Linked DNA regions of Arachis hypogaea: region 1 is linked to region 2. A link is a contact called in public Hi-C data. All regions are on one chromosome and are shown on one strand. Each heading gives the region's core, a stretch centred on a gene start, on an enhancer-like site or on the middle of the called end of the contact. The rest is flanking DNA. Distances are from core to core; before and after follow the strand shown. Region 1 holds the start of LOC112720375 (histone-lysine N-methyltransferase SUVR5). Region 2 holds the start of LOC112720370 (CASP-like protein ARALYDRAFT_485429).

Region 1 (4,470 bases), core at 500-2,999, 160 kb before region 2:
TCATCTCCCTTGAGCCAAGTGGGTTCGGAAAATAAGAAATCTTCTTCCTTACCATTAATTGGCGATTCACTTGCATTTGTATCCATAACAGAGACAGAAATCTCAGAGGTTAAACAAGGTTCGTTTATCTCATCATCAATACTATCACAGAAACTATCGGATTCCTTTCGGTCTTCCACTTGAGTGTCACTAGCTCCGCGGCATTGGCAATCTGAATTAGTAAGGAGTTCACAAACAGACTGCTGTCCTTTGGCTAGCCTTTCCATCCGAGGACCTTCTGTCCGGAGAAATGAACAATTTGGTAGACTAACTTCCAATTTAACTTGTTCACTATTTTCAGGGCAATTAGGTGGTTCTTGAAACATAAAAGTTGGTCTTGCACCTTCCATGATACTTTCCTGTAATCAGCAGTAGGATATAATGCACAGCGCTTGCTATGATTGATAACTTCCCATCTCACCCCTATTCAATCAATGGTAATATTAGGACAATATTGATTTAGTATACTTAGTCATTAGTATAAGATACTGAACGTAAACCTATATGTGCATGTATTGAATTTTGAGGTTTTAAACTGAATGGCATGTGTATATTGAAATCTACATTTCCTAAAAGAACAACTTCAATATACATATACAATGGTGTAAAACTTCCAAAAGCACCACCATATATGTATGTCCCTTAACAGAATAACAGATAACTGAAAATCATCTACATGCTATAAATCAGATGGCAAAAAGAAGTAACCAAGAATGAAATTATGAAATTCCATTTTAGGAATTCAATCCCAAAGATTAAAAATTGGTGGAATAAATAACACGACAAAATCAGAAAAATAACAATTAGTATATTCTGTTGGCTTCTTACTTAGTGCCTTTATGAATTGGTAGCATTGGAGCAAAATAAACCAATTCAAATAGGAATTCAACTAGGGAGCCAACCAACATCAGTTAATTTTTTTTTTTAATTCTAAATCTAAATCCTAAACCCTAAATTTTCCAAAACAAAAGTTAAAAAAATAATTTTACAACAAAAAAAGAAAGAGTTAGTTAATATTAACTATTCAAAGTTGGTTCCTGTGTTTTTTTTTTTCTGGAAATAAACCTTAGGCATATGAGTCAGATAGTGTTAATGATGGATCTCATCATACAATCATATAACATAGTGTGTTTGGAACTAGAATTGACTTGAATTCTTATCGAGAGTCATAGACACACAGAGAGGGGAAAAAACCATGAAACAGAATGTGAGCAACAGTGGTGTCCGCAGAAAACAACCGGTGGCGACGGCGACGGCGACGGCACGGCTTTGCTTGCAGGGAAGAAGTTATTAGCTGTGTAAGGGTAATTTTGGCAAATCATGTATTAATACCTAAATTCTTAAAGCCAATACAAATCATAAAGTCTGATTTTCAATTCCGCAATTGAATTTCTATAATTTTATGCGAATATGTAATTCTTTGATTTATATTGATCTTAAATTAGGGAATTAAAATGCTAGATTTTCCAACATTATGCTAAACAATTATCAGACAAGAACTAAAACAAAAGAAACATACAATAAAAGTTTATTGTAAAACCTTGGCAACGGTTTGAACTTTCATGGACAACATTGTTACGGGCAATGGTCGAACCCCAAAAAATAACTTACCCAAGGTAACATCGTATTTCCCCGTTATCGGGAAAAAAAAAGGGACCAGTTATCATTGGGATTTTTTTTTTTAATTTAAATTAAATAACTATATAATTTACCGATATACATAAATAATAATGCTCTATATCCATGTAAAAAAGATATCCAAGTTATCCAAGCATATTAAGCTAGACGCGCCTCCAACACCCCCAACTTGTTTGTGATACACGCGCTGCATATAATGTAAACCTTCTTTACTGCAACCTAAATCTTTGTTTAACGTAAATCTTCTGCTACAACCTAAACATTCTGCTCTCTTAGTTCTTCTATGCTCGCGTTCTTTTTTATTGATCTACATTGCCTTCAACGTAATAAATTTCGTCGTTCTTCTCTGGTCGCGCTCATCTTCTTCGTTTTCTTCTTTCGATTTGCTTACGTTGCATTTATCTTCTTCCTATTCTTCTTCGTTTTCTTCTTCAATCTGCACTTCTCAATCGAAACAATGAATGATTCAACTTTAAATCAGTTGAATGAGAGCGATTTGGATTACTCTTCTGAAATGAATCAAGGGGACGAGGTTTTGAATATTCAGTTTTGAATCGAATTGAATGGAATGCAATTGCTAATTTGAGTTGAATGGATGCAGGTGTTCTGAATTGAATTGAATTGATAATCTCTAAATTGTAGACACATGTGTTTTGAATTTGATTTTATATAATGGATAATGTTCCATTCATTTAGTACTATACAATTGTTTCATCATAATAATGTGTTCGGTTTATTCTGCAGAAAGCTGTTTGAATTTGATTTTATATAATGGATAATATTTTATTCATTTTAGTTGTATACAATGGTTTCACCATAATAACATGTTTGGTTCATTCTGCAGACCAGGTGTGTTGTGGATGACCAATTTGTCCCAAAGGTCGGGATGATTCTCAAGACACTAGAAGAAGTCGGAAAGTTCTACAAAAATTATTCCAAACTTGTCGGTTTTTCTACCAAAATAAGAAACACAATCCGAAAGGGAGACGAGATTAAGAATCAACTAATCGTATGCAGCAGAGAGGGGAGGTAGAAATCCAAGATATCTCCTACTCTGAAGACAAATCCCTCAGCCGGCATAAACTGTCTAGCCAGGATCTACGTACACATATTGAAGGACGTCGGTCTTTGGACAATTTCCAAAGTTGTTCTGAATCACTCACATTCCTGCTGTCCAGACCGGGCAGAGATGCTCAAACAACACAGGGAGCTAAGCATGTTTGTACGTCGCACCATCGAAACCAACGAGGAAGCCAGAATCAGACCGAGCAAAACTTACCAATTATTCGTAGCAGAAGCCGGCAGTCACTGGAAACTAAGTTTTATATAAAAAGACGTGAGAAATTACATCACAAGGGAAGTATGGAATGTTTCCGAACAAGATGATGCCAAAGAATTCGGGAAGTACCTACTAAGAATAAAAGAGAAGAACCAAAATTTCTTTTTTGAGCTCAACCTCGAAGGCGATCACTCCATTAAAACGGCATTCTGGGCCGACGCAAGAAGCAGGGCTGCATGCGAGTATTTCGGAGATGTGGTTTCATTCGACACCACCTACAACACAAACAGGTATTCAATTCACTCAAATTAAGTCTTTACGTTCACCAAATCCACACATTTCGGTTCATCACTTTGTGAGAGTGTCCATTTACGCAAGTACAATCTGGTTTTTGGTTCTTTTGTGGGCGTGGATCACCACGGTCAGTCGACACTTCTCGGACGCCCTGATGAAAAACGAGGACATCCAATCATTCAAATGGCTATTCGAGTGTTGGCTCTGTTACATGGGAGAGAAGGCACCACAAGGCATTCTCACCGACCAATGTGCATCGATGTAAAGAGCCATCGAGACATGCATGCCAACAACAATTGGCCAGTGGTGCATCTGGCACATCATGAAGAAGATCCCAAACAAACTAAATGGCTACAAGCGACACAAAGAAATCGAACAAAAGATTAGCCACGTGGATTGGAACTTGTTCGCAAAAGACGCATTCGACAGAAACTGGAATAATTTCCTCATAAAGTATGGCCTCGGAGGCAACAAGTGGCTCTCAGATAACTGTTACTTTTTTGGTTAAAACTTGCACAGATTTTGGTCTATCCCAGCTCATGTTTTCAATTCATTATGCAGAGCTATATGAAGATTGCCATATATGGATTCCAGTTTACCTGGATCACCACTTTTGAGTCGGGATGAGAAGCACACAAAGGAGCGAGAGCATGCACGCATTTTTCAACAAGTTCATCACACGCAACAGCTCCTTGAGTCAATTCGTGAAGCAATACGATAATTGCCTAGCAAGTAGAGAGCAAAGAGAGAGAGAATTCGACGCTGTAGATTTTCACACCGTGATACCGTGCGCAACAAAATCAACAATAGAGGCCCAGTTTCAGCACGTCTATACCCACGAGAAGTTTAGGGACGTTCAAGGACAATTCAGAGGAAAGGTAAACTACATCACAAGATCAGTGAATTCCACCCTAGGTTTCACAATATACGAAGTCGTAGAGCAGGTTTCTAACTCCATATTCAACAAGTGTTTCATCACCTACGACGCAGTATCACGAGAGGTAAAGTGCCAGTGCCTGTTGTTCGAGTCGAAGGGCATACTGTGCTGCCATTCCCTGAGCGTCTTAAGCTTCGAGCAAGTAGATAACGTGGCACCGAAATACATATTGGAACGCTGGAGCAAGAACATAAATAGGAGGCACACACACATCAAGAACAGTCAAGACGAGCCTCTACTGGAGCCAAGAAGCAAGAGATTCGACGATTTGGTGTTTCGGTCG
Region 2 (4,064 bases), core at 496-2,995:
GTGGACGTTGTCGGGGTTGAAAGTGATGTTATCGAGGATGTGGAGGTGTATACTTTTGGTGGGCGAAGTGAGGAGGAGGTGGGTAACTAGTCACAGATATTTGAAAAGTGTGTGGTTCATGACATGTTGAGGTAGGTGTGACATGCGTGGCAGTTACACCATGACTTGATTTTGGAGCTGAAGAGGAGAAAGGAGAAGATGGAGAAGAAGACTATGAAGGTGAAGAAGGAAAGTATGAATGTTAAGGTTATACGAGATATTATGAAAATTGGGAGAGAACAGTGTCATTTACGAACAGAGGGAGCCAAGGATCATTTTATCATTTGTTAGAGTTGTTAGGAACCATTTTGTCCTCTGTTAGAATTGTCAATGACTATTTTGACCTCCATTAAAGTTGACGGAACAAATGATCTAAGTGTCTGACAGAATTAATTATTAAGGACTAATCAAGTAATTAATTTTAGTTATACTCATATTATGCACCTTAGATTGGGTTTGATTCCTTTTGGAATCAAAATGGGAATTTTCTTTTAGTGAAAAAGAATTGAGTGAAGAGTGAAGATTCTCACTGTATTAATAAAGAACATGTGTAATTTTTTTTTCTTGTTACTCATAATAAAAAGAATTATTTTTACTATTCACTCAAAAATACTCTTCACCATAGTATTATCTAATCTAAATTAGTATATTTTTATTGATTTTCATTTTGAATTGGATTTGATAAGTGATTTTGTGTGTTTGGATTAACTTTTATAAACAAATGTTAGTATGAAGGTTTTTTTTTTTTGCAAATTAATTTTGATTAAAATTATATATCAGTGCCAATGTAGTAGTGATCTGTGTTAGGAAATTTTTTGTTAAACGTGATTTTGAAAGAATAATATTTTTGGATATTTCTATTTAATTTAAATATTAAAGATATTTTAAAAGTTTAATAAATTTTTGAAAAAAGAACTTTATGCTAATAATAATAAAAACATACAATATTTTAGCAGAGTAACTATTAGTGTCGGTCACTTTGAAATGTTTTTCATAATGTTTGAAATTTTCAATTAATAATTATACTATTAATCTATAAAAGTATTGAAACTTATTCTGTCTCTTTCCATCAATTAAAGAATGTTTAAAAAATTATCTTTATACTACACTTGATTTTATACTTCAATTGTGTATTCAATTAAGTTGACAGGAAAAATGTCTAACAGCGTAACATAAAAATCATACGGGACTGAATTCATGAAAATCAAAAGCATGCAACTCTCAAAGTCAAGGAAGCACTAATCAGTTGTAAATTGTTCTAGAAAAACTCATGAAATAGGGACGAGATTTAACAAATAAAGAAAGCGAAAACCCAGAATCGTAAAGGGAAATGGGGGACGAGGAAGATCAATGAACGAACATAAAATCATATGGGGAAAAAAAATAAAGAAAATAAACAATGAAGGTTAAGAGGGTACCAGAAAACAGTGTAGGCATAGAAATCAACGTCCAAGCACATGAAGAGAAGGGAAGCAGAGGAAAAGACGGTTTGCCCCAAACGGAGTGCGAAGCTGGCGCTTGTGCCAAACGCTCCTGGAACTTCCTCCATTCCAAATTTTCCAAACATGCCCTTAATCTCTCTCTCTCTCTCTCTCTCTCTCTCTCTCTCTCTCTCTCTCTCTCTCTCTCTCTCTCTCTCTTAATTATTAAATTTAAAAAAGAATGAATAAAAGGGAATATTGAGGGAAATGTAGAAAAGGAAAATAGTCAGGGACCGTGAGTAAGAATATGAACATGAATGTGAAGATAATGGAACAGCATATTAGTCACATGATAAATTGAATTTTGTTTTTGTAGTATTATTTGCTTTTGTTTTGTTGGCAGTTTGCAATTGACTTAGACACAACGCAGAAGAGATAAGAGTAATTTTGTGATGAAAATGAAACCGTTTAGGTAAGAGGTGTTGTGGGCCTCACATATTGCCTTGCAACTAAGAATGTGCAGAGTGATTTCGAGTACATATGTGGGTCTTAACTCTTAACTCTTACTTATTGAGAAAATGTACGACTAATATTAACAAAAGTTAAGCGTGGTACTTCATATTCAATCCATAATTACAAGTATTAACAAAAATTGTATTTAAACAACGTATTTGACCAACTCCCTTGAACAACTCTCCACATAGCAAGTTCGAGTTCAGAGCTAGCAACAACTAGGTTGAGAATGAAGCAGTTGTAGTCGAGTTGATACTTACTAAAGAGACAAGAGAAGAGTATGCCAGCCATATAGAAATCCACTCAAACTCGCAAATTAGAGTGACTTGTGTGCTACGTGAATCTATTGTAATAATATTGTACTGGCATGACCAAGTACAATCTCATACAAGATCTACACAACCTATGCATTACTATTGCAGGTACCTCCACCATTGATTTGTTACATCACCACCGATTACAAGTTCAGCATCCTCCTCCTTCACATGGCCCAATCACACAATCACACGGACGAAAATAAATTTTGCTCCCCCACAGGGCCCGTGAAAACATATGTAGGATGTGCATAAGACTTAAGAGTTGCTTAACGTTTAAGGAATTTGACTAACTAAATTCTGAAAATAGCATTTCTGTAATATCAAGAATTGATAATTCATATATCATTGGTTTCCCCACACAGCCACACTTATTGCACCCGCCGGATAATCTGAACCAGTATTTTATTTGACAATAAATTTGATCTATTATCTATCTATTATTCTTAAAATCAATTATTTCTCCTCACACATTTACCATATTTTCTCCTCAATTGCAATCCCTAGGATTTGAACCCGCCTTTGAAATGGGGAGGGGGAGATATGCCATGTAAGCTAAGGCTCATTGGCAAATGTACACATACTAAGAAAGTAATAGATGAAGAAAAATATTGATCAGTATTTTCAGCCAGCAATCCAATTCCTTTAGTCCAAAGTGTCCAACAACCCAACTTAATGCATTTAGCCTACACTTTTAAATATTAACGGCTAACAACTAAACAAGAACAATAAATTGCACTGGCCATGTAACATTGCTCACAGCATCACACTTCAAAAATTTCACTTGATTCCTATTTGTGACAACTCAGAGGTATACAATTGAAAAGTCATAACAGATTAATCTGTTAATAATATTTACAACATATATAGGTGGTGATATCAATTAAAGCAGAGACATCTTGAACACACAAAAATGCACTTGAACAATAGCGGTTTAATAGTACTGCTGCTTACTTTGTAAATGTCGAGCTAATTGCCTACAAACTTCACATCAATCTGCATATAATTCCGTTTGTAAGAGCTTGCTCGTCTCTTGAGGCCCTGGTATCTACCATCGAACATGCTGATTAATCCCTCTCTGATGACTTGTAAGCAAATCAATGGGCTTGAGACAGCTAGCCCTGAGTTATCAGACTTCTATGCTCAAGGCGAGAATCGAACATCTAACAATAAAGCTGAATACACTATAAATAACATTGTACTTGCAAATTATAATTTGCTAGTTATCTTCAAAGTTTAACATACAAGTATACCCAATAAACAGTACCATTTAGTGGAGATTCTCAAAATATGGAGTACCCAAAATTGATGAATACATTAACCTTTCAGTCCAATCAAGTTCTGGGAAAAACTAACATTATTCCAGTATTTGAAAGTGAAAGGTAATCTACACAATTTAGAGATTCAATGTGTCAAATGCATGAGAATGGTGAATTATATGTGATGTATTATATTATATTTCTAGTCTGAGAACATAAAAGTAAACTAAGGTGTTATCACTGTTACTTGCACAGTTCTTGAATCATGTAGTGATAACTGATAAGCAATGGTTGGTTGCTTAAATGTAATGTGAAATATAGCAAAATAAAAAGAATTATAATTAGTTGACTTCAAAATTATAACAATTTAATCACCTTGCTGTGATTTAAAATTTTCAATTAGTCCATCTAACTATGACTACAGATAAAATAAAGTCGACTGAAAATCTTGCCACATCAGAAAACCATTCAATCAATCCAGACGGATTATGAACTAAATCTATGCATAAGCATATGAA

The links. Hi-C and Micro-C count contacts between places; a contact is called where the count stands out from the background.
Region 1: a Hi-C map of leaf shows a contact between it and region 2, with 2.2 times the contacts expected there. The contact joins the promoter of LOC112720375 here to the promoter of LOC112720370 in region 2. A contact is called at or near these places in 2 of 8 Hi-C or Micro-C datasets (both in leaf).

Annotation. Positions count from the first base shown.
Region 1 is chr11:15,286,995-15,291,464 of arahy.Tifrunner.gnm2.J5K5, reverse strand. LOC112720375 (histone-lysine N-methyltransferase SUVR5) reads right to left here and starts at 1,749. Exons shown (of 12, transcript XR_011867338.1): 1 at 1,580-1,749; 2 at 1-462.
Region 2 is chr11:15,123,887-15,127,950 of arahy.Tifrunner.gnm2.J5K5, reverse strand. It overlaps LOC112720370 (CASP-like protein ARALYDRAFT_485429), which reads right to left and starts at 1,745. Exons shown (of 3, transcript XM_025771292.3): 1 at 1,458-1,745. The coding sequence starts at 1,606.